Regions from separate parts of the Mus musculus genome. Here all the other regions are linked to region 5. Evidence: chromatin contacts called from public Hi-C and HiChIP or PLAC-seq data. All regions are on one chromosome and are shown on one strand. Each heading gives the region's core, a stretch centred on a gene start, on an enhancer-like site or on the middle of the called end of the contact. The rest is flanking DNA. Distances are from core to core; before and after follow the strand shown.

Evidence for each region. HiChIP or PLAC-seq counts read pairs in DNA pulled down with a chosen protein or histone mark. Hi-C and Micro-C count contacts between places; a contact is called where the count stands out from the background.
Region 1: a RAD21 HiChIP or PLAC-seq map of pro-B cells shows a contact between it and region 5, with 24 times the contacts expected there. The contact joins two enhancer-like sites. A contact is called at or near these places in 1 of 15 datasets of contacts at CTCF or cohesin (pro-B cells) and 1 of 115 datasets of contacts at active chromatin or transcription factors (large pre-B cells).
Region 2: a Hi-C map of the C2C12 cell line shows a contact between it and region 5, with 4 times the contacts expected there. The contact joins two enhancer-like sites. A contact is called at or near these places in 2 of 484 Hi-C or Micro-C datasets (the C2C12 cell line and cerebral cortex) and 3 of 115 datasets of contacts at active chromatin or transcription factors (acute myeloid leukemia, embryonic stem cells and large pre-B cells).
Region 3: a contact with region 5 is called in a Hi-C map of the N1E-115 cell line, with 12 times the contacts expected there. The contact joins two enhancer-like sites. A contact is called at or near these places in 21 of 484 Hi-C or Micro-C datasets (the AML12 cell line, the N1E-115 cell line, adipose-derived mesenchymal stem cells and 11 more) and 1 of 115 datasets of contacts at active chromatin or transcription factors (astrocytes).
Region 4: a contact with region 5 is called in an H3K27ac HiChIP or PLAC-seq map of VIP interneurons, with 7 times the contacts expected there. The contact joins two enhancer-like sites. A contact is called at or near these places in 1 of 484 Hi-C or Micro-C datasets (cerebral cortex) and 2 of 115 datasets of contacts at active chromatin or transcription factors (VIP interneurons and acute myeloid leukemia).
Region 6: a Hi-C map of cerebellar granule neurons shows a contact between it and region 5, with 2.6 times the contacts expected there. The contact joins two enhancer-like sites. A contact is called at or near these places in 1 of 484 Hi-C or Micro-C datasets (cerebellar granule neurons) and 2 of 115 datasets of contacts at active chromatin or transcription factors (acute myeloid leukemia and large pre-B cells).

The regions. Positions count from the first base shown.
Region 1 is chr10:17,482,685-17,487,036 of GRCm38.p6, forward strand. No RefSeq gene overlaps it. Among named protein-coding and RNA genes, the nearest start is that of Gm32656, 170 kb to the right of the region's middle. Within about 2 kb of position 2,722, at least 89 of the 459 cell types and tissues checked have an H3K27ac peak or open chromatin away from gene starts, as enhancers often do. A contact at or near this core is called in pro-B cells, where this site is marked.
Region 2 is chr10:17,557,281-17,561,817 of GRCm38.p6, forward strand. All of the region lies in intron 3 of Gm32543 (a long non-coding RNA gene), which reads right to left. Among named protein-coding and RNA genes, the nearest start is that of Gm32656, 100 kb to the right of the region's middle. Within about 2 kb of position 3,156, at least 69 of the 459 cell types and tissues checked have an H3K27ac peak or open chromatin away from gene starts, as enhancers often do. A contact at or near this core is called in the C2C12 cell line, where this site is marked.
Region 3 is chr10:17,858,183-17,862,608 of GRCm38.p6, forward strand. No RefSeq gene overlaps it. Among named protein-coding and RNA genes, the nearest start is that of Gm20655, 25 kb to the left of the region's middle. Within about 2 kb of position 3,104, at least 35 of the 459 cell types and tissues checked have an H3K27ac peak or open chromatin away from gene starts, as enhancers often do. A contact at or near this core is called in the N1E-115 cell line and muscle stem cells, where this site is marked.
Region 4 is chr10:17,329,114-17,333,253 of GRCm38.p6, forward strand. No RefSeq gene overlaps it. Among named protein-coding and RNA genes, the nearest start is that of Gm20125, 240 kb to the left of the region's middle. Within about 2 kb of position 2,603, at least 98 of the 459 cell types and tissues checked have an H3K27ac peak or open chromatin away from gene starts, as enhancers often do. A contact at or near this core is called in VIP interneurons, where this site is marked.
Region 5 is chr10:15,298,291-15,302,637 of GRCm38.p6, forward strand. No RefSeq gene overlaps it. Among named protein-coding and RNA genes, the nearest start is that of Gm23892, 320 kb to the left of the region's middle. Within about 2 kb of position 2,006, at least 70 of the 459 cell types and tissues checked have an H3K27ac peak or open chromatin away from gene starts, as enhancers often do. A contact at or near this core is called in the C2C12 cell line, the N1E-115 cell line, VIP interneurons and 3 more, where this site is marked.
Region 6 is chr10:17,520,450-17,524,419 of GRCm38.p6, forward strand. The region is part of intron 3 of Gm32543 (a long non-coding RNA gene); the gene reads right to left. Among named protein-coding and RNA genes, the nearest start is that of Gm32656, 140 kb to the right of the region's middle. Within about 2 kb of position 1,947, at least 119 of the 459 cell types and tissues checked have an H3K27ac peak or open chromatin away from gene starts, as enhancers often do. A contact at or near this core is called in cerebellar granule neurons, where this site is marked.

The DNA.
Region 1 (4,352 bases), core at 1,472-3,971, 2.2 Mb after region 5:
ATGGAGAAGGATCATACAGGATTGATCTTAGATCTCAGTTGCAAACATCCATGACCAGATGATGACAATTTCGAGTGCCACAATCCTTTTAAGTCAGAGAGATTCAAAACCCTGCCTCCACTTAAGTAACCAATCTGTTTAATGGATAGTAGATGGATATTAACTCAAAAGTTCAAATAAAAATTTTGGCTCAGCGCTTATGCCTCCCTCACAAGGTCTCCATTCATCATTCCAGTGAATTTATCAAGGTCCGACATGCTACTGGGAAACTTGCCAGTTCAGATACATGAACTGTCAGCACATCTCTTTCAGGAACGACTCACATTGACCAAGCTCATGGAATAGATATATAAACCTGATGGCAGTTTATTACATGTGAAGGGCAATGACCATCATGGGGACTAAAGGGCCTTGAGGTCAAAGTACTAGTACATTTCTGATGGAAAGCACACCTTTATATGTGCCAAATAGCAATTCAGTGAATGCTTGGTGGTCTGGAAATGAGAAATAATAAAAGCTAAGGAGACAAATGAGTCATTGCCCCAAGTTGAGATATCTAGCTCTATCCTACCTAGGGAAGTGTTCTATCAGCTGAACTGTCTCCTCCATAAAGGACTTCAGGGGACTTGGATGTATGGACAGAGAAACAGACATTGGAAAGTTGCATTCAACTCTGTCTATGTCTCTCTCTCTTTCAATGTTTTCACGGCTGACCAACACTTGGACTTGTGTGCTGTGGGAAATATTTAAAAAAAAGAACTGCAATATTCTGAGCTACGTCAGTCCACATGGCATCAGCAGGGTATTCTCATCTCAGCAGATTCTCTGGCCCAGAGCTCCGGAAATCTCTCCAGCTCACTAAGTTCCCACTGGCAGGTCACTACCTCGCCAGCCCCAAACTACAAAACGCCCATGGCCATTTGTGGTACACATCTGGCAAACCCACACTTTGCCTCCGTACCCTTCTCTCTGGAACTCAGCCAAACTGCCACATGAAGGAAAACACAACACAAACTCAGTTCAGAAGCAATGGTAACTCAATCACTGGGTGCAAGAACTAGAATCCTAATCTTGTAAGTCATATTAAATCTAAGTCCTCTGGTGGCAAATCCTGGTAGATCTGCCATTGAAACCGTGAGACACTAGCAGCTCCATCTTGTCCTCATGCTATCCCAGTCCAAAAGCCCCTAACTCTCTCCTACTTCCTCTCTTCCTCTATCTAACCTGGAAGTCCCGCCTACTCACCCAGTGATTGGTCCTTTCATTCATTCAGGGGAAGGTTCACGAGATCACCTGAGTATGTGACTCATTCCTTCCTCCAGACAACCCCTCCTAGGAAAGTGGAATTAACATCAAAATACAGGCATCACTAGCACCATCTACAACATGTGTGCTTTCCCTCCTTAGATATGATAATACATTTTATTTGATTTGATTTCACAAATCCTGTAAACAGTATACACACAAAGAATACAATTAGCTAGTGTAGGCCATACACTTATGTCAATGTTCAAATAGAGTAAACATCTCCTCCCTGAAAATTTCACAGACTTCTAAAGGCAATACCTAATGACCACGTTCTAGAACATACAGAAAACAGAACCTTGCTATTAGATTATTATTCACTCCAAGACACTGTTTCTAGAACTGTCAAGACAAAGTAAATTTCTTACTTTATTCATTCAACCATTCTCTATGTAGCATATGACTAAATGCAACAGCTATTTTCTGGCTGCTGGTTATCCAATGAGAGCATTGTGAGCTTGGCATGGGTGCTAGAGTTGGCTAAGAGATTAAGAACAGTTACCGCTCTTACTACAGAGGACCCAGGTTTAGGTCTCGATGGCCAAATGAGAGTTCACAACTGTCTGTTATACCAGTTTCAGAAGAATCCAGTCTTTCTCTGATCTTGATAGACTCCCACATATGTAAGGTGCACACACACATACACATAAAATAAAGTAAATATTCAGTCAAAATGGAATGAGGGCTATGTCACAAGCTGTAAGTTAGCAGCTAGCCAATGACTAGTGATGGAACTAATAATAATGATGATAATAATAACAATAATAATAGAACTGGTGTAAGGCAGCCAGTTCTAATGCTTCTAGCAAAATCACAATATTAACAGTTAATATTTCTCATGTATGCATTTAAAGTTCCAAAGCAGGACATCCTTGCTTGATTTGAGTTTCATTATATTTATATGATAGCATCAAAAAGCAGCAAAGCCATGTGTTTTGGAAACTTGTCTTCAGGAGATTCTAACCTCTGGTTCTCAGTAATCCGGGAAATATTTAGTTCTCATTTCTCACATGAGTCTGCAGCAGACAAGGAAGAAAAACAAAAGCTGGAAAAACAGAGCAGCTACATTTTTAGTACAGTGGGTATTTAGTACCGAGCTAAAAGCAGCTCTAGTTGAGGGGGAAGTATTTTGTCTTGGTGAGTCCACAGGGTAACAACGTCTTAGCTTGCGGTTTGTGGGTTTCCTTTGGTATACTCTGTCCCTCTAGATACTTCACTGTTGTTTCCTAATTTAAAATTCACCATTTCAAAATGTTCTATGTTTTCCTACTTAATGTCAGAAAATTTCCAAACTGTTCTACTTTGATAGCAATTTATTGAAAAAAAATCATGAAAATGCACAGTTTAGAGGCTTATCTCATAGGCCTCCAGCATCCGTGTGATATGTGGTCAGTTTTTGGACTACATTGCTGTTAAATCCATGTGTAATACGATCATCATTCCTAAATGTCTACATGGATGTCTACATAGGTGATATCCCAGTGGGAACTAGCCAGCACCATCAGAGCAAGCACGGCACACACTTGTTCCCAGTTTCTCCTGGATCGTTTGGACATTCTCTCCACTCTTCCTTATTCTTCCTTCCTTAACAGGATTCAACTTTTGTTTCTTCTTCACTGGAGCTTAAACCATACTGTGACAGTGTTATGGGGTTTGCCCTTCACTTCCTTTAGCTATATCTGGCATCCTCTGACTTCTTCTTTACTGGTAACAGTGTGGTGAGCAGGGCTCAAGGGTTCTGGAGTTCTTAGAACTGGACTTCAGATAAGAAGTAACGGTGTCTTAAACATCCCTTCCTAAGAAGTTCAGAGGAACTACATAATATAATACTTCCTACATGGGATTGAAAGAATCACAAAATCACTTTGCTCAAATAATTCAATTTTATACTTAACAATTAAGAAAAAAAAGAATGTTTAAGCTTAAAACCTTCAAACATAGCTTCTCTGAATCTACAGTGACTCAGTTGCCTTATAGAATATTTAGGAGTTCTATTAGAGGTTTTTAAAATGATAGTATTGGAGAATTCTGAAAAGAAAATGGCAGCACTACTAATAAAGTACAATAAGTGGGTATCAGGATTAGAACTGCAATATCATGTTAAAATTTCTACCTAGCTTGGTTGTCTGATTTTAGACATTTAAGGACTTTGGGGGGATGTTGTAGTAACTTTCCTGTGCTTCAACTGATTTCCTAAGACTTCGGGCAAGTCAATTTCCTTCAGAACACCTCGGCTTGTTACCATTTGTGAAACAGGAATGGGAACATCTCTAAATAGAACTCTCCGGAGAGTTCTGAAGTTGCTTCAAATGAAGCTGTTACATAACCAGGAAGCAGATCTTTTGTTTTTCTTCTTCTCAGGTAAATCCACAGAAGCTCTTTCAGTGGACATAATTAGATTGCCTGTTAGACCCTAGAAGTTACTTCCATCCCAACAGGGTATTGAACTTCCAGTCTGAATCGATCTTCATCATTTGCAGGTTACCAGGGCAGTACTTACGAAAGTGCACCATCTCATTCACAGAAATACGCTGATTGGGGAGTCAATAGCACATGTAAATGTTCTCCTGCAAGGACCCTGATAAATAAGAAAAATGTGGACACACTACAGGCAACTTGTGCCTAATTCCCTGTTCCGATTGTATTTTACTGCAAAACTCTTCTGGCTTCTCTCCTCTGAATAGCACAAAATAACTAGACGTATATATACCCGTATGTACTCTGTGCATATACTTATATTGCCTCCTGGAGTCCATTTCCCCTGCTCAGAAAATTGGCAAACTATCAGATTTGAGGACCAAACTGTTTTCAACATGTAAAGTTTATACAGATTAATGCTGCTCAGTGAATTATTGTGCTATCAGCATATATAGATTCCCAATAGAGTATCAAATATTGATTAAACTATATGGTAGACACATACCATCCTAGAGAAAAGTTCTGATTCTGCTCTATATACTTGTGGTACTTTATGTGCATTACGTGAGACTTGTCTCATTCTGACAAATGACAAACGGATGCATTGAGTGTTGTAGTAGCCATGATTT
Region 2 (4,537 bases), core at 1,906-4,405, 2.3 Mb after region 5:
AGAGAAAGGGAGGGAGGGAGGAGAAGAAAGCCATAAACATGGAACCCAAAGCTTTTCTTTATTTGGGATGGGGTGTTTTACAGTGCCTCAGAATATCCTTCTAGAAAGGTGGATTATACAGCCTTTAAACAGAGGTGGTTCTCAAGCCCTTTCACCCAGTCCTTTGAAGAAAACTGTAGAGGAACTAGTTACATCAGCCACAGAGCAGAGAGAGGTGAGGAGAGAAGGAGAAGCATGCCCTCTACAACCCAACTCTAGAAAGCAATGTTCAGAGTTTTGTGAGTCTCTAGATAGTCGGCAGTGTTTCAGAGCCGTCTGTGAAAGAAACATCTTTTCTACATAACGTTTCTCCAGACCAGGCATATCATCCTGAGAGGAGTGCTCCAGTGAGCGTCCTCTGTCCATAAGGGACACGTGGAGTGCACACATTGCAGGAAACTTCCTAGATGAGCTATGCAACTTGGCCCTTCGAAAAAGCTTCTCCGGAAAAAGGTTTAGCAAAACTTCATCAGATTCTACGGGCATCACTGACAATCAATAGACTTTTCAAAAAGATGTCACCTTTGGAGGTTGTACTCCCTAGGCTAACAGCATTTAAATTACTAGTGTTTACGATGTTCTTTGGAAAAGATCTTTGATCAAGAAGCAATAGTTAAAAGCATAACTTTGTTCTAGCACTAAGAGGCTGAGAACCCAGATATGGGAAAGAAAATATTCCTAGTGATAGCAACCCATCCCTACCAACACCCCCATCAATTTTCATTTAAATGTACACCTGTTGTTGTGTGATTTGAAAGGTGGCAGCCAGGGAACTCCCTATTGTGTTGATCTGTTTTTTTCTGGAGATACACTCTGATGTCATCTTTCATCATCTCAGTCAGTCTTTCCCCCTCCCCTGAGGAGCATCCTTCCCCATCAGGCTGTGAATAGGCACTCCCTGGGTCCTATACATCAAGGAGCACAAAGAAACTTCCCTTGCCTCTGCAGCCTCATCCTCATATGGTAGCTTCGCTTGATTCCTGAGAGTCCTTCAGTAAACTCACTGCTGTAAATGGCGAAATTATTGACTAGACTCTTTCTTAGTGACCGCTTACCAGAAGGAACTCCAGTGAGGGAGAATGAATACCCATAATGCCTGAGGGGAGAATAAGTCCCACCGCAGAACCAGGAGCTCTGAAGGGAAATGATGAATCCTTGAAAATGGGTCTTTCCATTTTGTAAGGGCACAGGTGTCTAGAACCTGCCTCAAGCCATCTTGACAGTTTTCTGAAGTTTTGAACTCTCAGCAGCATGAGGAGAAACCACACATTGAAAGTCCCAGGGTGTTTCTGCCTGCTTCACTCTGCCTGCCACAACAATGCCAGGATGTGTCTGCTCTTCCTCTCAAGTCAGACAGTTTGCCATTGGCCGAATTGTCAAAGTGGCCCCTTCAAACCCTCCCTTAGCCTTCAGACATCTCCAAGAAGTCCATCATCAGAATTCCCTACCAGATGCTTGAGTCTAGGGCAATGAATGCCTCTCCACACCTTCAGACCACTAGAGGAGCCATTTCTCGGCATGGAAAGGAAACACACATGGCATGGATATCAAAGGAGTGTCCTCACTCATCTGCCCACAGAGGCAACATGTTACATCAGATGAGAGGATAGGTACAGAGTCACACCTACCTTCCTAGAATGACTACTGCCGCAGTGTCTGCATTTATCATATTGTCCAGGCCACCGTTTCTTTGCCTGTGTAATGGGGACAATGTTGTTTGCAGTGTGGGGCTGTGAAAAGAATATATAGGAGCAGCTTAATAAATAAATAAATAAATAAATAAATAAATAAATAAATAAATGATGTAGTCTCCATGGTAGTTTCCTATTCCAATTGAGCATTTAAATTAACTACAGTCATTAATCCCAACAGAGAAAAAGGTTTATTTTGTATATAATTCTTACTTACATTCTATTTTATCTAAGCTCTAGGACAACTAACCCACGAACTTGCATCCCCCAAGACCCAGCAGTGGTTTCTGAAGCTCTGACTGCATATACAATTTTGGAAATGATTTCTAGGCAGAAAGGAAAATGGAGCCCTCTTCTTAGGAAATTAAAAGTGTGAGCTTGCCCTGAGAAATATTTACTTGGAGTGTTCAAATCAATTATTCTATGACTTTCTAACCATCGTCCAACTATTTACTCCATTAGAAACATCACACTAGGGGAGGGGGGCTAGCATGGACTTTTCTCAGTATATTGTAAGAAACCATCCTTAATGTTTTCAGGGATATTCTAGTCAAGCGGCCCCTGTAATGTGATTGCAAAGGACTTTCCCAAAATGGCCTAATTTATCCATGCAGCCAAAGAATGAAAATCTGGGCCTATAGCATAAGCCTCTAAGACTTTCTGAATACAAAAATCCATAGCTTGAACTCAAAGAAATAAAAAGACTCAGCACCAGGCTTCAAATTCCTGAGGTGGGAGTGTTGCACAGATCTCAGCATGCTGACACAGCAACCGGGCAGCTAAGCCAAGGAAAAGAGGCAAGGGGTGGGCATGGAAAAGACAAGAATAAAAGAAAGAGGGTTCCAGCTTCTTTCGTTTTTATAAAAGAATTTCTCAAAATTCTCGGCCTTGGGTGAAGAGTGGATCAAATGGTTACTTTTGAGAAACTTTTCCAATCCAGTATCATAATAGAGTTGGGCAAAATGATGTTGTTTGGGGCCCCCAATGGGAAATCATAAATTCTGGGTTATTAATGGTACTTTATGTACTGCTGGCTCTTAAAAACATTTTTCTGTTCTTGAGTCATGACGGAAGCTACAGCTTGAATTTAATTGTTCAATTTGCTTTTTTTTTTTTTTTTTCTTTCCTGGGTGAGCCAGCATTAGACTTGAGGAACTGAAAGTTTATACAGTTAGCAAGACTCCAGGGAACAGAGCTCAGCTGAGCTGAGCCAGTGAGCACAGCGCCAGAGATTATCTACCCTCCAGGAAAACGCAGATTCAGAAAGAAAGAGGGTGATTAGAAAGAATGGCAAAATGTCTCCATTAGGTTGGTGGGTCTGCCTTTCAAAATAAGAGAAACAAACCAAACAGAAAGCTTCCTCCTTGAAGTTCCTTAACTCCATTTTGATGCTCACTTTGGCTCACTGTTAGACAACTTACATTGTCCCTTAGCAGCTGTGCAAGATCCAGTGAGTCTTTAGGGAGGCTGCGGCCAAGAGTTGAGAGTTTAAGGGAGCAGAAAGGAGATCTCTGCTCACTAAATGATAGGCTGTGCGAATGCTGATGCTTTTTCAGCCTCTGTGCCTGTAAAGAAGATCTCTTAACTCCGGCTGTGGGCCTCACCCTTGTTTGTGTACCATGTTTTTGATGTTTTTACTTGAGCACATTTGAGTTAGACTTGAAGGAAACCAAACTTGTCATTTTCCCCAATCCACACAGAGACTGAAACAGAGTGAAATACAAGACATGGTGTGTCCTCTGTGTGTGTGTGTGTGTGTGTGTGTGTATGCATGTATCTCTCTGTGTATGCATGTGTGTCTGTGTATGTGTATGCATATGTGTATGTCTGTGTGTGTGTATATATGTGTGTGTTCAGGCATGTGTGTCTGTGTATGTGTGTGTATATGTGTGTGTCTGTGAGTGTGTGTGTATCTGTGTGTGTCTGTGTGCATATGTGTGTATCTCTGTATATGTGTGTGCATATTTGTATATGTGTATGCAGGCATGTGTGTGTGTCTGTGTGTATGTGTATGTGTGTGTGTTCATATGTGTGTGTGTGTGTGTGTATCTCTGTGTATGTCTGTGTGTGTGTCTGTATATGTGTGTGCATATGTGAATATGTGTGTATATGTGTGTGTGCAGGCATGTGTGTGTGTAGGCATGTGTGTGTGTATCTCTGTGTCTGTCTGTCTGTGTATGTGTGTGTGTGTCTATGTGTGTGTGCAGGCGTGTGTGTCTGTCTGTGTACATGTGTGTGTGACATGTTGAGCATCCTGAAATCTAATCTGGCCATTGAAAATCCCAGGCTGCTTTTTCTCAATTGTTAGATATTTTCCATCCAGATCTATAACAACGTCAGGTGCAAGTTTTGAGATTTACACAGACAGTGAACTAATATATTACAGGGATCTGAAAAAAAAAAGGACAAACAAAAATTACCTGAAGGGATACTGCACTATAGTCTCAACCCTTTCCTATATAGAGACACCGTGAGCTAGGGCTTCCTGCTCCTTTGGGCCCCAACTATAGATGGGCCCTGTCCTTCTGGGTTGAATTCCTCACTATTTTCCTGTGTCTGAATTTCCTGTAAATGATAAAACTGTAAAACAAAGAGTCATAACATCTGGACCTTCCTGCTTGGGACTTGATGAAGATAAATTGAGTACTAACAGGAAAAGACGGAAGAGCCCCCGTGACAGAGGCCAAGCTCATTCAAAAGGAAGAGCATTCATTTGACTGTGCTCGTGGCTTACTTAAAAACCAATGAAGAGGCAACGCGAAGGGCCCCTGAAGCCATCCCGGTACTCCCTGCTTTCTCTCAGCTCC
Region 3 (4,426 bases), core at 1,854-4,353, 2.6 Mb after region 5:
GGTGCACATTAGGCAAACCCACATATTGCTGCTGTATCTTTCTCTCTCGAACCCATTCAAATCATTTCGAGAAGAAATACACCACACTCCTACCTGTTGTTAGATTATCTGCTATCCACAAGTGAAATTGCTCTTCATTTCATAGAAGTCATTCCTTTGTCAAATACTCTCCTTGTTCTTAATTTGTTTCATAATATTCATTACAAGGAAAATAAGTTAAAAAACACATTACATTACAAAAATCTGACATTCAATAGATCATAGTTTTCTAAAATATCATTATTCACTAATTAATAAAATCCTTAAGTGGCAAACTTGGAAGCCTCTTTGGTAATATTTTGACCTTAAACTTCTAGGAAGAACTATTTTGAAAGCTGTGTAAACACTTGTAATGTAAATACAAGATTTCTTAAATAGATGTCCATAAATTTTAGAAGTATTTGAAAATAATTCAAGAATACAAGGGGAAGAGTTGGATATATGTTTTAAAGCAATCAATAAATTAAGAAATAATGTCTGTCACTGTTTGAATATTAGGAAAGGTTAGATAATTTTTACAATTATTTTGATATTAAAGTACAAAATCAAAATGAACACACTAAAATTTTTATAAATATTTAAAAGAACATTAAAACAAAGATGGAAATGAAAAAAAAAAAAGAAATACACCACACAAACTTAGCTCAGAAACAATAGTTACTCAATTGGTTTATTTATCCAAAAAATGAGAACCTTGGTGTTAAGGTTTGAAGAAATACCTTTATATCAAGCTTCCTTTGTAAAGCGGAGGGTTTGTGATGGCTAATCTTGCCTGTCATCTTGACTAAGTGGAGACACATCGAGTGGGTAAGTGAAGCACGCCTGGCTGAGACTGGGGCAGCCTTTTCAGGGAGAATTAACTAAAGCAGGAAGAAGCCCTAAACACCTGTGGCACTATTTTAGAGGTCAGAGGCCTGGAAGAAATAAGAAGTGAAAAGACAGAAGGCAAGGCAGCGAAGGCATTGTCTTTCTGCCTGATTCCTGGTCACCATGATATGAGTCCTTCTATCATCCTACCTGGCTGTGATGGACTGACACCTCTGAAACTATGGCTAAGCAAGTCTCCCTTCCTTTAACATCTCAGGTGTCTGTACACAGCAACCGTTGACTAATGTGTTTGCACTGGTGATCTTTGAGGAACTGGGTATTTCTGATAAAATCTTCAAGAACATGGAAATGGGTCAAGTTTCCTAGTCTCTTGAAGAGTGTTTCCCTCTAAGAGATAGAGGCAGGGCTTTGGCACATCTATCATAGGCCAGACAAGGAAAAGGAGACAAGAAATCCCAAACCTTTTAATTTTAAGACCCAGACAAGAGAAAAATGTAAGAATTTTCCAACATAGATCAAGGTTCTCCTACACATGAGGTTCTGTGCCAGCACTGTGGTGAGAGCAGAAACAAGACTAAAGGAAATATTTCAGGCCTTGCAAGGCCACTTGCCTTGCAAGCTTAGTACAAAAGGAAGGACTTGAAGACTAGCCAATCTTTAGAGTGTTCAGCAATGAAGCAACACAAAGATAAACTTTTTTTTTTTTGTATTTAACATAGAATTTTCTTTTTTTTTCCTTTTTTTTTCTTTTCCATTTTTTTATTAGGTATTTAGCTCATTTACATTTCCAATGCTATACCAAAAGTCCCCCATAGCCACCCACCCCCACTCCCCTACCCACCCTCTCCAACCTTTTTGGCCCTGGCAAGATTTTATCGAAAGGACCCAGATGTAGCTGTCTCTTGTGAGACTATGCCGGGGCCTAGCAAACACAGAAGTGGATGCTCACAGTCAGCTAATGGATGGATCACAGGGCTCCCAATGGAGGAGCTAGAGAAAGTACCCAAGGAGCTAAAGGGATCTGCAACCCTATAGGTGGAACAACATTATGAACTAACCAGTACCCCAGAGCTCTTGACTCTAGCTGCATATGTATCAAAAGACGGCCTAGTCGGCCATCACTGGAAAGAGAGGCCCATTGGACACGCAAACTTTATATGCCCCAGTACAGGAAAGATAAACTTTTAAAACACTTTTGTTACAAATGGAATCCCCAAATCTCCAAGTAGAGAGCACTCTCCTGAAAATGAATGCTCTCTAAGAGTACGTGACTATTTTTTGTGTGTGTATAAGTCTATGCATGAGTGTGTATCATATGTGCTGCTGCATATGTGTAGTTCTGTGCAAGTATGCATGTAGTTGTTCATGAATGTTTGTGGCCAGATGTGGCCCTATATATGCATAAAAATTAACATTTATATAAGTATGTATAGCTATACTTTTGTATACAGTGTGTCTGTGAGTGTGTGTGTGTGTGTGTGTGTGTGTGTGTGTGTGTGTGTGTCAGAGTATATGTGTGAGTGTGTATGTGTGTGTGTGGACATGAATATGTGTTGGGGAGGGGGACTGAAAGCTCACCTTTGAAGGTGTGATTTGGATCCTGTGGTTAATGGGTTGTTTTCAGAGGATCACATCTTGCTGCCCTTTGATTTGCTCAATAAATCCTCCTTGGCTTACAGCTTCACAAAGCTTACTGGGTTTGTTTGGTTTGGTTGCTTTTCTTTCTTGTGTTGTTGGCTATCTACCTTCTGAACAAACAGGCAGATGGGTGAGGCCACAAGTACGGTGGAGCTGTTTGTTACATCATTGCACATGCCACAAGCCCACAGTGACAACTACCACAGATGCACAGCTCTCGTCCCCAGGAAGGCACAGAGTATGTCTTGAGAAATTCTCTATGCCATTCCTCACAGAGACCTACAGCTGGAGCAAGGAGCAGGGGGCTTCTGGCAAGCAAGCTATCTTCATGTCTGTCTTCCTTGGGGAGAGAGAAGCTCAGCCTTGGTTACAGTCTCTTACCCTAGTGACAGTGTTAAAGTCCAAATTACAGTCTCTTCAATCTCTCTGCCTCACTACCCTGCAGTTATAACCAAACCCCTGAATAGTAACACTGAATAGTAACAATGTTTCCCTAAACTAAAAGCCAAAGAGAAATGGTTTTAATCCATTTATGCTTTAATCAGTGAGTCAGAAAGTGGCAAGCCAGAGTTTATTGCAAATCGTACCAGCAATCTGTCATCTTCGTGACTCATTCTTTCTGTGGGGAGATTTTTTGCTGTGATACAATTCATCTCCTAAAAATATCTAGTATTGACTGGCTGTACTTTCACAGCTGGATCTGGCTGCTTCTCTGACATTATTAAGGGACGGATATAAGAATCTTCTAACTCAATCAGGGAGTAATTTAAAGCAATGTCTCTAGCCCGCCATTCAAGGAATTGATTATCTTCTAGAGATATGGGGAGAAAATCTAAATAAACAATAAACAAAATGAAAATACAATAACAAAGATTGAGAAAACATCAGTGTCCAGAATGCACATAGAAATATTACCGAGTGTTAAACAAAGCAAACCAGTCAGAGGAAAGCGTGCAGACAGTGGATCCACGCACAGGAGATGTGTTGTCTGTAGACAGTGAAAGCGTTAGTAAAACAGACTACCAGGCTGACTGCTTATTTTTCTTTACTTCAATCCTAAATAACGCCAGTGGTAAAGCTGCCTTCTTAACAGAGACCATCATGTTTGCAGGTGCCCTCAATACCATTTGTAAGATCTCTGCCACATAGGACAAAGTGTAGAAGAAATATAAATGAGTAAAAGGCGCCAGATACTATCACTTTTGTTCATTAGGCTAAAGAAATTTCAAATGTTGATAACATCTAATATCATCGAGGATGATGGCAAATATTGGTAATGACATAGAGTGTTGGTGAGAGTTAGGTTTTCTCTCTATTGCTTGTCCAGTTGTAGTTTATTCAAGAAGTGGACAATTTGACCAAGTCTCTGGTATGCAAAATTGAAAATTACTTAGCACACAGTACACATATGGTATCTGCATCCCATCCTCAAAGGAAGTTTTTTGCCCAGGTTCCCTTCAGTGTGAATGGGACTGTCAATCATAGAGCCCCTCTGCTACTCTCAGTTCTGTCTCAGGGCTAAAATACTACAGCAGAACACCTGATAAGGTATTTCACTCAGAGACAGTGGCAGCTGCAGAATTCCCACAGAAGATGTTCTTAAAAACTCAACTCAAAAGGGTGGAGAGATGGTTCAGTGGTTAAGAGCACTTGCTGATCTTGCAGAGGATAAGGATGTGGGGGGATTGTAGTGGGGGGATGATAGTGGGAGCAGTAAAAGATCCACCTAGCATCTCAGGTTTCTCTTCCTCTTCTCCAGAGGAACTCTCCTTCATGAATGCTTTCTTTGCCTATATATGCATGTGTGTGGTAGTAGGTGTGTTTTATGTTTTGTAAAAGCATTTTGTGTCTGACCTCTTTTGCTAACACACACACACACACACACACACACACACACACACATATATATGTATGTATATAT
Region 4 (4,140 bases), core at 1,353-3,852, 2.0 Mb after region 5:
TTTTAAAAAGTGTTAAAGGAAATCAGTGTGCAAAAGAAAGACTCTGTAACAAATGACAGTGTAACGTGTGAGCATTTGCGCACATGCGCGCACGCACACACACACACACACACATTCAGTTATTAATCTACATCATATAGAGAAGTCAACTCACAAGAATAATATTAGCCCAAATTTAAGAGCTAAAATTACATTACTTCTGGAAGAAAAAAATGATATTATCTTGCAATAGGTACAATTTTCATAGAGAAAAACAGGCTTCTTCAAATATACTGCCAATAAGAGAAAAAATGGATTATGGATTGAGTGAAAGTATTTTCAAAATCTGTACAGATATATCTCACATATGACTCAAAGTAAGCACAGACAAACAATTCAGATAGCATAATAATGAGACAATTATAAAGTGGATAAAAGCTTGAGAAGGCACGGCTCAGAAGTTATCCAAATTGAGAGTAGCATGTGATGGCACATACCTAAAATCTGTAGTACTCAAAAGGCAGAGAACAGAAGATCACTAAATAGAGGCCATTGTGAGTTATAAAGTGAAACCCTGTCTCAAACATAACCTCTCTCTCCTTCTCTCTCTCTAGATATGTGTATGTGTATGTGTCTGTCTGTCTGTCTGTCTGTCTTCCTGTTTGTGTGTATGCACACGTGTCTGTGAGCCTACGCATGTACACAAATTATCTAATATTAGTTTTATTCCAGTTTCATCTACTTGAAATCAGCCTATTTTCTAAAGAATAATCCAGTATTGAGAACTGTAGGCAGAGGGTTTCCAAACATTCCCTTTAAAGCGGGTTCAGTTCACACAGGTGTCCAGTAGAAGGGCTAAAGTTTACACCAGAATCTGAGAGGGATCCAGTTCAGAATTCATATATCCTTGGGGTGATGAAAAAGATCTGAGTTACTAGTGAGAAAGGCAGAGGGAGCTGGACTGGGCCTCAAACAAGAGACTGTTACTCATGTCCACAACTTGTGACTTATTTAGCCTTAGACAAGCTGTCAAGGAGAAGTCTCCGAGACACGGTGATATTTCTGATTTGAACATAAAGTTTCTTTGAGGGAAATAATCAAAAGAAAGAGGGACTACCCATCCAATGGGATTAGAAACAGACGAGGGCCTGGAAGCTTCCTTGGGGACAGATGTACTCACTGAGCAAGAGAGGAGGAGAGAGGGCCAGGTCGCTGGCTTTTTCAATCTCTTTGTCAGTGGATTATAGATGTAGCTATAAGTTTAACTGTGTTGCCTCATTAGCTGTGTGACTCTGGGCAAGTTCTTTCTGTCTCTGATTTTGGCTTCCTTTACTATAACATAGGGATGACAGTATAACTATACATGTGTCCTGAGTTTGTTTTCCCTGATTCTCTGAGCACTTCCCTGGTTTCATGTTTTGATGTGCCCCCTTGTTTTTATTGCTTTGGCTCCCAAGAGTATGTATAGAGGGGGTGTGTCTATATTGCTTTCATCTCCTTAATAAAATCCAAGCTTGAAGAGAGGAGAAAAATATACAGTGGACTCCTTGCATGTCCCTTTTAGCTGCTAGAATGTAGGTCCTATAGCACTGGACAAATACGTGCTAAACAAATGAGGTTGTTAAGACCCAGCCACAAAAATTCCCTCTGCTGTGGATCAATTACACAGAGTAGGAAGAAGCAGGGGTAGAATAATTTAGCCAGGGTCTGGGTGTTTATTTCCAGTTCATCTGTGGCTATATATAGGCTCTATTACAGTGAGACTGATAAAGGAGAGGTGACATTTTGGAAGGAGTGAAGAAAATTTGGGTATTACAGCCCAACATTTGTCTAGTCCTCAGTTGATAGCAATACACATTTCCTTCCCCCTGGCTAAATTTGGATCAAATGCTGGCTGAGTGCACAGAACAAGCCAGAAAGGCATTGTACCTCTATTTTGTGACATATGAGCTCCCTGCTTTAATCTCCCCTCTACTGTATAAAAGAAGATCTGAGGCTGTTAGCCTTCAATCCGGTGATTCATGCAGCTGGCACACAATAGATCCCACCTCTTTCCTCACTGCCACACAGTACCAAGCTAAACAAAATGTCTTAGAAAGCTCCAGTACATGGAGCTGGCCTGTCACAGCCCCTCCCCTCCCCTCCCCCAGTTCTCCCCTCCCTCACTTCTTCTTTTTTTTTTTTTTCTCTCCTTTCTTTTTCTTCTTGTATAGAGCAAAAGAGTCCAAATGCCTAGCACCTGCCTTTTTACTGACATTTCCACAAAGGTAAAGAATGAACCTTTTGTCAGCTCCATCCAAATGATCTGTTCTGAAACAATGAGATAAAACAGCCTGGGCCCCTCTCCCTGATACTCGATTATAGAGCAGAAGATTTTATTGATTTAATGAGGGATCGAGGTTTTTTGCCCAGCACCCCTTGTGGCAGAGGAACAAGTCTTACTGGCAGGTACCTCCGCAGAAACGCTTCTTTCAGATCCGTTGGGTTATTTTTTAGAAGTGCATCTTTCTGGTTTTGGCTCTGAGAAGACCCACAGCAAAACTTCCCGGGCTACATGAAGCAGTCAAACTGCCTGCAGTGATTTCAGTATGTATCTCCAGGCAGGGAGAGGCACAGAGGGGACGCTGCTCAGCGCTGCAGGGGGAGGTGGCAGGAGAAAGCAGTTTGAATAAAGAAGGAGAGTCAGGGAGAGGAGACAGAAAAAGAAATGACGTTTCTCTCTGCAAGAGTCTGTGTGCACACCTATTATTTCTCAGTGCTATCTGTGTCTATTTCGGCTCGGTCCCTAACCCCTCCTCCCTGCTCACCACCCTTCCGCTGCCCTTCCCCCTCCCAGTCCATTACCCAAGTTTGATCAGAGAAAAAAAAAAGTAGGGAAGGGGCTTCAGGCACTGTGGTCCCTGTGGCCCTTTCTCTGCACAGCTCCATAATCTTTTTGGCTTTTGTTCTTTTCCTCTTTGGGGGGTCTCATGATATTATTATTGACATTTTCATATGGTAATCATTTGAATTCTGTGTGTCTTCTTTTCTCACTGCCCTATTTTTTTACATAGCATCTGACTTCATTGTCCACTGAGCTGTGGTGAAAGGGACACTGCCAGTCACCTGCTGACCAAATTTAAGCAGCCATCTACTATTCAGACCAATTGTGCTGTTTGTTCATAGACTGGACAGCCAGAATTCCTGTTAATGCAAGCCTATGTCTCCATACACGGTGTACATTTATTTAAATAGATTTATGCATTCCACCCATAGATTAAACCCCCCACCACAACCACCATCACCACCACCAAACTCCCCCTGGTGTTACTGTTTCTCTGATAGCTAGCTTGAAAAGAAACAATTCCTAAGAGCTTGTGGTTTCCAAAAACCCAGCCCTTCCCCCCTGCCTTTCAGTTTACACAAAATGAGGGCCCGCCCCTCCCCCACAGCCTCTCTGCTCTTTGCCTCAAGCCAGTCTGAAAGCAGGGGGCAAAATCATTACTTCCCAATTACCTTAAGCCATGCAAGATAACCTCTCTCAAGGGCTGCTAGTAAAATATGCACACGGTTCCAGTGTCTAGACAGTTATGAAATATAGGTGAAGGGCTTGGCCGCTGCCGGAACCCTGATGCATCCCAAATGAAGTGCTTTTATTAAAGAAGTATAATCACCATGATAACTAATTACGTCAATACCACATAGTTAATTAAACCCATTATAGTTACTACTCCCTTGGGGGAGAGGTCAAATAAAGCCACTGTCTTCTTGATACTACTGTGATAACAAAAGAAGGAAAAATTAAGAGAAACAATGCAGATCTCTTGTCTTCTGCCCCCTACACACCCTAATATTCACTGTCTATTAAGTCACATAAGAGGGTTTCCAAGTGTAACTTATACCTGAACATCGCTAGGTTTTCAAAAGACCACTTCTGAACATACGTCTCCCTTGAGTATAAGCCTCCCAACTGTTGGCTTGAAGAGTGAATGAATGAATACCACTGAGGTTTTACTAATATCTTGCCAAGAGACATGATGGAGAGGAGGGCTTATGTTTCAGTTCATGCTAGTTTCACCACGAACACCAGGAATGTGGCCTTGTGCTCCCGGGCAGGGCTGAGTGGGGACTGTGGCAGCAACAATGAAGGTTAGGTATTAAAGCTTATTTGACAGCCTTTAA
Region 5 (4,347 bases), core at 756-3,255:
TATTTTCTTCATTTACATTTCCAATGCTATCCCAAAAGTCCCCCATACCCTCCCCCCCCCCCCCACTCCCACTTCTTGGCCCTGGCATTCCCCTGTACTGAGGCATATAAAGTTTGCAAGACCGATAAGAGCAAATACACTATGTGAGTTTGAACAAAATTTACTTTGGAGATGAGAAACCTGGGAAGCAAAAGGATTGAATTAGATGTAATAATCCAAACCAGTCTGGGTGTGGGAATGGCATCTGTAAGGAGACATGAGTTCTGCTGCACAAACTTGGAAGGTTTTGAGTTCGACTTCATGCACCAGACAACAGTGGAAGAGATGAATCTGTCTAAGTTGGATGCACCGTGGAAGTAGGTTGACCTAACTAGTGAAATCACCTGGGTCAAAAATAGAGAGGGTCTGCACGAAGATATAGAAGACGTGAAGATGGGTTGTGTTTTCCAGACTGAAGTACACACTCATTCTTTCTTACTTCAGGTGACATGTTGGTGAGAGCTGACAAAGGTCACATTGAGTCGAGGTACGTTGGCTTTCTCCTTTGCAGTCATGAAAGCCAGGTGCTTAGTGGAGAGGCTCTAACTTTACTCGCTAAGTAATGATGAATAAGTAATCACATTGTTTAGAATATAACAAGTTATTTTATTTGTAAAGGTTTTACTTTTATTCATATATGTATGTATATGTATATGATTATGTATGTAGGTGCCTGTGGAGACCAGAAGAAGCCTCCTGGAGCTGAAATTACAGAGTCAGTAAATAGCAGCCTTCTATAGCTTCTAGGAACAGAACTCCAGACCTCTAGAAGAGCAGCAGGTGCTCTTAACTGTGAGACCATCTCTCTAGTCCCATAGTGTGAGTTTTTGTGAAACATTTATATCAAACATTTAATCATACTTACTTTATAGGTATAAGCAGGGTCTAAATAGGTTCTCGTTAAACAGTAGGGATTTAAGGAGTTCTTATGAATAATTGAATAATAATGAAACATTTCCCCCCATTTTTAGATGTAATATTATACTAATCCATAGATTTGACATTAAAAAGGTCATAATACATTAAACCACTGCAAGTGAACATATCACACTGAAAACTTTATTGAAATGATTGTTTGTGATTCTTATTGTTCACATCCTGATCCCTGTATTAACTGCCCTCTGCACCCAGACATTTCCTTTGTTTTATGCATGGGAAGGAAGGCCAGGCTGAGCAGCACATATCTGCCTTAATGGACAGAGGAGGAGCCTGCCTACCCTGGTGCCTGGGCACATGAGTGCCTTTTTATCCCCTTTCCTCCTCGGGTCTTAATTAGCATCGGTGATTCAGGCTGGCTACATTTTTCATCCAAGTTTTTCTTTCAAGTTACGAATCAATAACTCGTTAATGAAGCCAGAAGAGAGAGAGAGAGAGAGAGAGAGAGAGAGAGAGAGAGAGAGAGAGAGAACACGAAGCATTCTTAAACGTCTACTACCACTCCCAGAAGCAAACCAACAAGCCTGGAGCTTCAGAGAAATCATTCAGCTAGCAAAACTGTGTGGTTGCTGGGAGGGAGGGTAATTGATTTAGTGAGGAGGATTGTAAGACCTTTAAGTATTCAGTTCAACACATAGTATATCAAATGTTGCTTTCAGTAGTATTAATATTTGCATTATGATTTTCAATTTCATCTTCATGAAATGTCATATAATACAGTCTTAATAAAATGCTTCTAAAGCTACCGTACATCGGAGGAGGCATTAATTCAACTTTCTCTAGATGAAGTTGTTTAGAAAAACATTACGCCTTAGACCTTCCGAAGAAGCTGAGTGGTGGTGGGGGGTGGGGAGGAGGCTGATCGTTAGCATTCATGCAGATACCAGAGAAGGTCATTTGCACTTCTGTGCCAGACCTTTCAAAAATAAAGTAAAAAAAAAAAAAAAAGGTCAGGTCTCAGCTCACAGTTCAGAGAACTGACCACTAGGTGGCAGAAGCGCTCCTTCTGCTAACTCAGCCTCTCCTGGTGTGGGCTGTAATTAGGTCAGTGTAAGTTAAAGTAGGGCTGAGAGATGAATAAAGTAGATTTTCTCCTCTAGAACACACTGCAGTTTAATTTCACTTCTTTCTACAGTGTGCGATGAAGGTGGACTTAACTTTTAAAGGCAAAGAGACAAACCACTGCCAGGATAAATGAGAAGACGCAGAGGGGGCAACTGGCACCACACAGGAGAGGAAATGCTTTCTGGCTGGTTCCTAATTTTCATATCCGGGTTATCGTCAGAAATCATTTTCAGAGGTAAGGTAATGAATGCTTTATGTAAGGAAGAGGTGACTTCTGAAGCCCAAAGGGGTGGGCTTGCTGGTGTTCAAAAATCCATTCCCTTTATTGATGATCCGTGCAATAAAGCTATTTTCTTTGATGATGTTTCATTTATTTATTTATTTATTTATTTATTTATTTATTTATTTATTTATCTAATTTTGTCAGCAGCCAGAAACATGTTAATCTGAGGAAAAGCTCCACACCCCCACACAGACTTCCCTTTCCTGGCGAGTGTGCCAAGGAGGAAGAGCTGCTGAAGGTGAAAGTTGAAACCTCCTGCTCTTGTCTTGGTGGCTCTGGGGAGGACAGAAAGACCTCAGCACATGAATCTAGCTCTAGCATTAAAACTGCAGCAGGCCACCATGGAGTGGTGTCCCCCAAAAGCATCTGGCTGCTGTGTTCACTTACATGAGGAACAGCAGAAAATGTGAACAATCACAGGGAAAATGTATCCTTTACCCAGCCCCAGCCGTTGACCATAGCATTGAATGTGTGCAAGGTCGGCTTCTGTTCTTTGTTTTTGCCTTTAAGAAAATAGGGGAAAATAGGGTTTAAGTTAGACATACGCTAGGTAGAAATGTTTCCTGATTCTAGATTCTCTATAGTTTGAGAGTATCTAGCTGAATGCAGTGTTGTTCCTTTAGATTACAGATTGTGTCACAGGTAGTTCCAAACTCAAAGACAGAGGAAGGGCAGTTGGTGACATAATTAAAAAAAAAAAAAAAAAAGAAAAGAAAAAAGTAAAGAAAAGGCACACACTGTATAATGGTCAATGAGAAGATGAGGTGAGCACAAAGCTGTGTCTCTGACAAACTGAGATTCCCCAGATAATTTCTGGGTTTTCAGATATGATTCTAAGATAATTCCCCAGCATTGCCCAGTTGTTAGTGTCGGTGCTACCCCCAAATTTCTTCTGCCTATTTGTCAGTACCTCATGCCTGTACACGCTGCTATCTGTACTGCATGTGAGATGATGCCTGAATCTGTGTGCTGTTCTGTGTTCATAGATTTGTCTCCAGAATCACAGACAGTCACATTAAATCTATATTCAATATGTTATATGACTGAATTCTCTGTTCTGTAAATGATGTCCTCTGCATGGCTCAATATTATAAAAAGGAAAAAAATGAAAGGGGACTGATGGAGAGTCGAGTAAGAAGCAAGTGATGAACAGATCTAAGAGAAGCATCTTGAAGTGTGGTTTTAAGGTGGAATCAGAAAACTGTAGTTTCCTTTTCCAATTGATTATTCCAACAGCTCCATTTGCTGATAGATATGAGGTAGATAGGAGACAAACAGATGTTCTGCTATTGAAGAGAGTAGGGGCAGAAAACAGTCAACAAATTATAATTTACAAAGACACTGGGCTGATGCTTGATCACATATCTCAGTGATCAGGTACAATCTTATCCTGAAATATCATTGCCAGCTAATCAGAGTTGTGGACAGAGTGGCAGATAACCAAAGAGTAAAAATAGTTACATAGACAAGGTGAACTAAGGAGAAGACATTTCATTAAAAACTATTATTTCTTTGTGAAAATGTATCATCTCTACATTTTCATTTTTTTTTTTTTGTTTTACAATGTAATGTCAAGTTGGATTTTAGAAAAGAAAACATGTTGATCAGTGAGAAGTGAATACTGTCTTCAGTGCTTTTAAAGCTCTGAGCACATTTTAAACAAGTCTGTGATGCAGAGCTAGAAACAGCATAGGCTGTCATTTTGGATGTAGGATACACAAGACTTATTGACTTTTTAAGTGGGTTCAGGGATGTTTTGATGGTCTCCCGGTCTCCTAGCATCTTCTCTCTCTTTTTTTCTATTATCTTATAATATGGAGACTTTGTTCTTATTTCCCTCATGTTCCATTTTTATGCACAGGTCACATGAATTCTATTGTTGCTTATAACTGTAGCTTGCTCCTTAAGGATCCCGAATTGCATTATATTGAGTGATTCTTGCTGCACACTATTTATTCCGTTTTTGAACTCATTTCAATTTGCTAAGAGTAATAGCAGGGATGTTGTGAGCATACTTTATAAGT
Region 6 (3,970 bases), core at 697-3,196, 2.2 Mb after region 5:
TGAAAATGGTCTTAGAACACCTTAACCATATAGCTCTGTGGTGAATTCCTTAAGATAGCACTACTAATCCTGTACATCTCAAGAGAAGAAAGAAAATAAATGGATCTCAGACAGTAAGTCTTCCATGAATTTTAAGAGGCATTTGGACAGAAAAAGCTGTCGTCTGCTGAGCTCCAAGTAGGATCCTGGACAAAATCCTCTTATATCCAGTCTCCCACGTGTTCTCTCTTCCCAGCCATTACAGTGGCTGTTTTATTTGATTGTAACAATTTATTCAAGTCTGTTTCCTCTCTTAGGACCATTTTGTCTCCTCTCTAGGACACTGGCCTTGTGAATATAGCTGTGTCTTTTTTCCCCCCAATCTCTAGTTCCACAGTCCAGTATGATGCCTAGAACACGGTAAAAATTCAATAATTCTTGCTGAATGCCTCAGTGAAAGGGTTGGGGTAATGGATGGGCAGACAGACAGATGCTATGTAGAATAACATTGTTTTGAGGACAAAGGTTATATTTTGACAAAACTAATTTAGTGTTTTCTGAAGCATATTTTTGGAGTCCAAATGACTATTCTTGATGGAATCTCTCTAAACAGGCCCTCATTTTTGCTTAGACCAGATCATTCTGACTGACAAATAGAGTTTTTCTTCTTTGTTTAAAAGTCTTGGCAGAAATGTATGACTGCCGCAGCTATGGATTCTTTCGTCCCCTTATATCCTCTGGGAAAAGGGCCTACTTTCCAGGGGCAATCATAGTAGATCTTCCAGAAGCCATAAAACTAATAAGGCAATAAGGACATCTAAACTCCAGCAGTTTTGAAGAAAATGACTTCTTAAAACTCTGTTTCTTTTAGAGTTGCATGAGATCAGCATGGTAGGAAGGTTGACAAAGTAGACAGGGTCAGAGGTATATGCATTTCTGTGAAGAAGGGACTTAATTCACAAGGAATTTTACTAAAATCAATGCAGATCCACCAACTGTATGACTGCAAATTTGCTTAAGAATTTAATCATTTGTTGAAATTTAGTATTTCTGACTTCCTGAGAATAGTATTTCCAAGAAGACCCAAGATTATTCCAAAATCTGGATAATTTTAGATTTGTCAACCTCTTGTAAGTGGAAAAAAAATCAGATGACAAAAAAAATAAAAAACAATGAAAACATTTTAATTTTATGGTTTTTACACAGACTGATTAGTTTGTGGTAAATTATGACTTTTCTTTTTAATCAACTCCAACTCTAAAGTTGGCTGGACCAAGTACGTAGACGAGAGCTGCGCTGAACTTGGCTTTGGCTTCTTTTTTCTGTGCTGTCTTCTTAAAGGCTGTAAGTAGAAGCCTGGGAAATGCAAGGGAGGTTTTTAATCTTTCTCTTTCTTTTTTGAAAGCGCAGAATTTGGCCTGGAGGTTGGCTATTTGCATCCAGTGGGGTCTTGAGAGATGCTGTACTTTATCTCATCCTCATTGTGAAAATGTGAGCACACATATGAGGATGCAAACACATCCACAGTCGCTGAACGCAGCATTAGAAAATGTAGCTGTTCCAAACTGAATTATCATTGGGGGTGACGTTCGCTTTCTGAACCTTGAAAAACTTTAGTGGGGGAAAAAAAAACCCTGGTAATACAAACCACATGGTTGCCTCATTCTCCCGCCGTTCTTGGCAGAACAAGTGCTGCCTGGCAACCTCGCTGTCAGCTGGGCCGAGTAATCATAGCAGTATTGCCCTGTCGTTAAATCTAATGCTTTCTTTCTGAGAACTCATCAGTGGATGCTTTTTCTTCTTATCAGTCTTCTTGGTAATGTTTGAACAGGGCTTCTGTGCATGAAGAGAACACATCCCTGTAGAAGGAGTTGCTGAAATAATAAAACACACACACACAAGTGCTCTAATGACTCTGAAAGGGGAAGTTTTTTAAAAAAAAAAAAAAAAAAAAAAAGAGGAAGAAGAAGAAGCAGCTTGCAAGGAGTGCTTTCCTCTTGCTTGTTGCTTTGGACTTTGGCCCCACAGAGGCCTGTAACCCAGCCTGACCTTACTGGCCAAATTCCAGTGTTTTCCTCAAGCCTTCCAGAAGAGCCTTTCTCCCTATGGAAACTTGAAGGGCAAGCTTTGAATATATGAAATTCTGAAATCAGAATGTAAAAACTTATGAGAAAAAAAAAGAAGTGTTCTTGTATTTGGTCCTGGTTATCAACAATATAAAAGGCATAAAAAGGCAGTACTTTAATTTTAGCATACTTAAAAGGAAAAGAAAATATGCCTTTGAATCAACCCAGTAGGCTGAATTAGAGTTAAGATGATACAATTATGATAAAGCGTGGTGGCACATACCTTTAATCCCAGCACTTGGGAGGCAGAGGCAAGCAGATCTCTGAGTTTATGGCCTGATCTACACAGTGAGTTCCAGAGCTCACAGAAAACCCCTGTCTCAAAAAAAAAAATCAAACCAAACCAATCAAAAACAAGCAAACGAAATGTTATAATAATGGAGTGTTTGAAGGCAGCCTTCCAGGAAAGGGATACTACTAGAGCAGCCACAGCCACAGGGAGCACGGCTAAAACAATACTACAGTCAACATGAAATTAAAATCCACCTGGCCGAATGTTTCTTTGGACAAATGCATCAACAAGGACTTCATTGAACTTTTCTATTCCTTTTGAATTCAACAAAGTAACATATAAAGTGGCCAGTCAAGCTCCTGCACAGAGCTGCCTGTGCTCTGAGATCCCGGGCAGGAGCTCCGAGCCAGCCCTTAAAGGCCTATGATGCTCACCAGTGCTTCACAGGCCTTCTTTCTTCTTCCTTCACTTGTCATTACTTTGGCTTCTTCTCGAGTACAGTGACTCTGAAGAATCTAGAAAGAAGGTGGCTTCCAGCTCAGCAGCTACAGAAGGTCTGGAGAGCACTAGCCTTGGTGAAGAAAACTTGCTCTCCGTGGTCCTTGAACCCACGACTCTGAGTGTGCTCTAAGCTAAGTGTGTGATGACCCAGAAGGAACAACGAAGGTCTTCACCGGCACGCAATCCAAGGGCAGCCTTGTTCCAACTTTGTGTCATGGGTGACGTTCTTCCTGGTAGAATGGAACATTTTAGACTGCATTTCTTTGATGGAGCTTTAAAACCTTGCAAGATCCATTTGTCCTTAAAAGCTCAACTTCCTTCCTGTTGAGAAGCTCCATAAATAAAGATTGCCAGCATGTGGGTAGAGTCAGGGTCGCTTGATGCTTCCAAAATCCTTGTGGTCCTTGTGGGCTTCATAGTCTTTCTAGAGGGGGACGGCATCTGTAAGGCTTGACAAGAGCCACAAAAATGACCAGTCATCCTCTGAGGGTGACTTTTAGCTTTGTTAACACATTTAAACTTATTTCCCTAGAAGACTGTATAAATGTCATGTCTCCCACATTTTCCATATGTTAACATGACATTAATCTCGAGTCTAACTTTTTCCTTAGTTCCAAAATATGTCACTAGTTGGTTTTGCTCTTTCATTGCTGCAATAAAAAAAAATTATTAATTTTTAAAGTTAGCATACAAACTAATGGGTTTCATTGTCGAATTTTCATATATTATATATAACTCATATATATAATATGTCATTATACTTTGTTCTAATTTTCCCCTCCCCCACTGGCATCCTGCTGAGATCCCAGTCCCCTCTGGTTCATTCTCTTCCTCTCCCCACGAGTCCTCCCATCTGCTCTATTTGGTTATTTTTAGCCCAGCCCTCTCTGTTTATCTTCCTTTATATCTCATTAAGCCTATCTCCTCCTGCATCCTTCTCCCGATGGGACTTTTCAATTCAGTGGCCTCCTGTAGCTATTTTTAATTCATTAATAAAATAATAAGAAAAAAATAGGTTTTTTTTTCTTCAATGCCACATTTTTCAAGTGCTAGTGCATACTGTAATGACCAGAGATCTTTTCTATCATTATAGGAAGTTCTGAGGGCTTAGTACCACTATCAGCTGTATGAG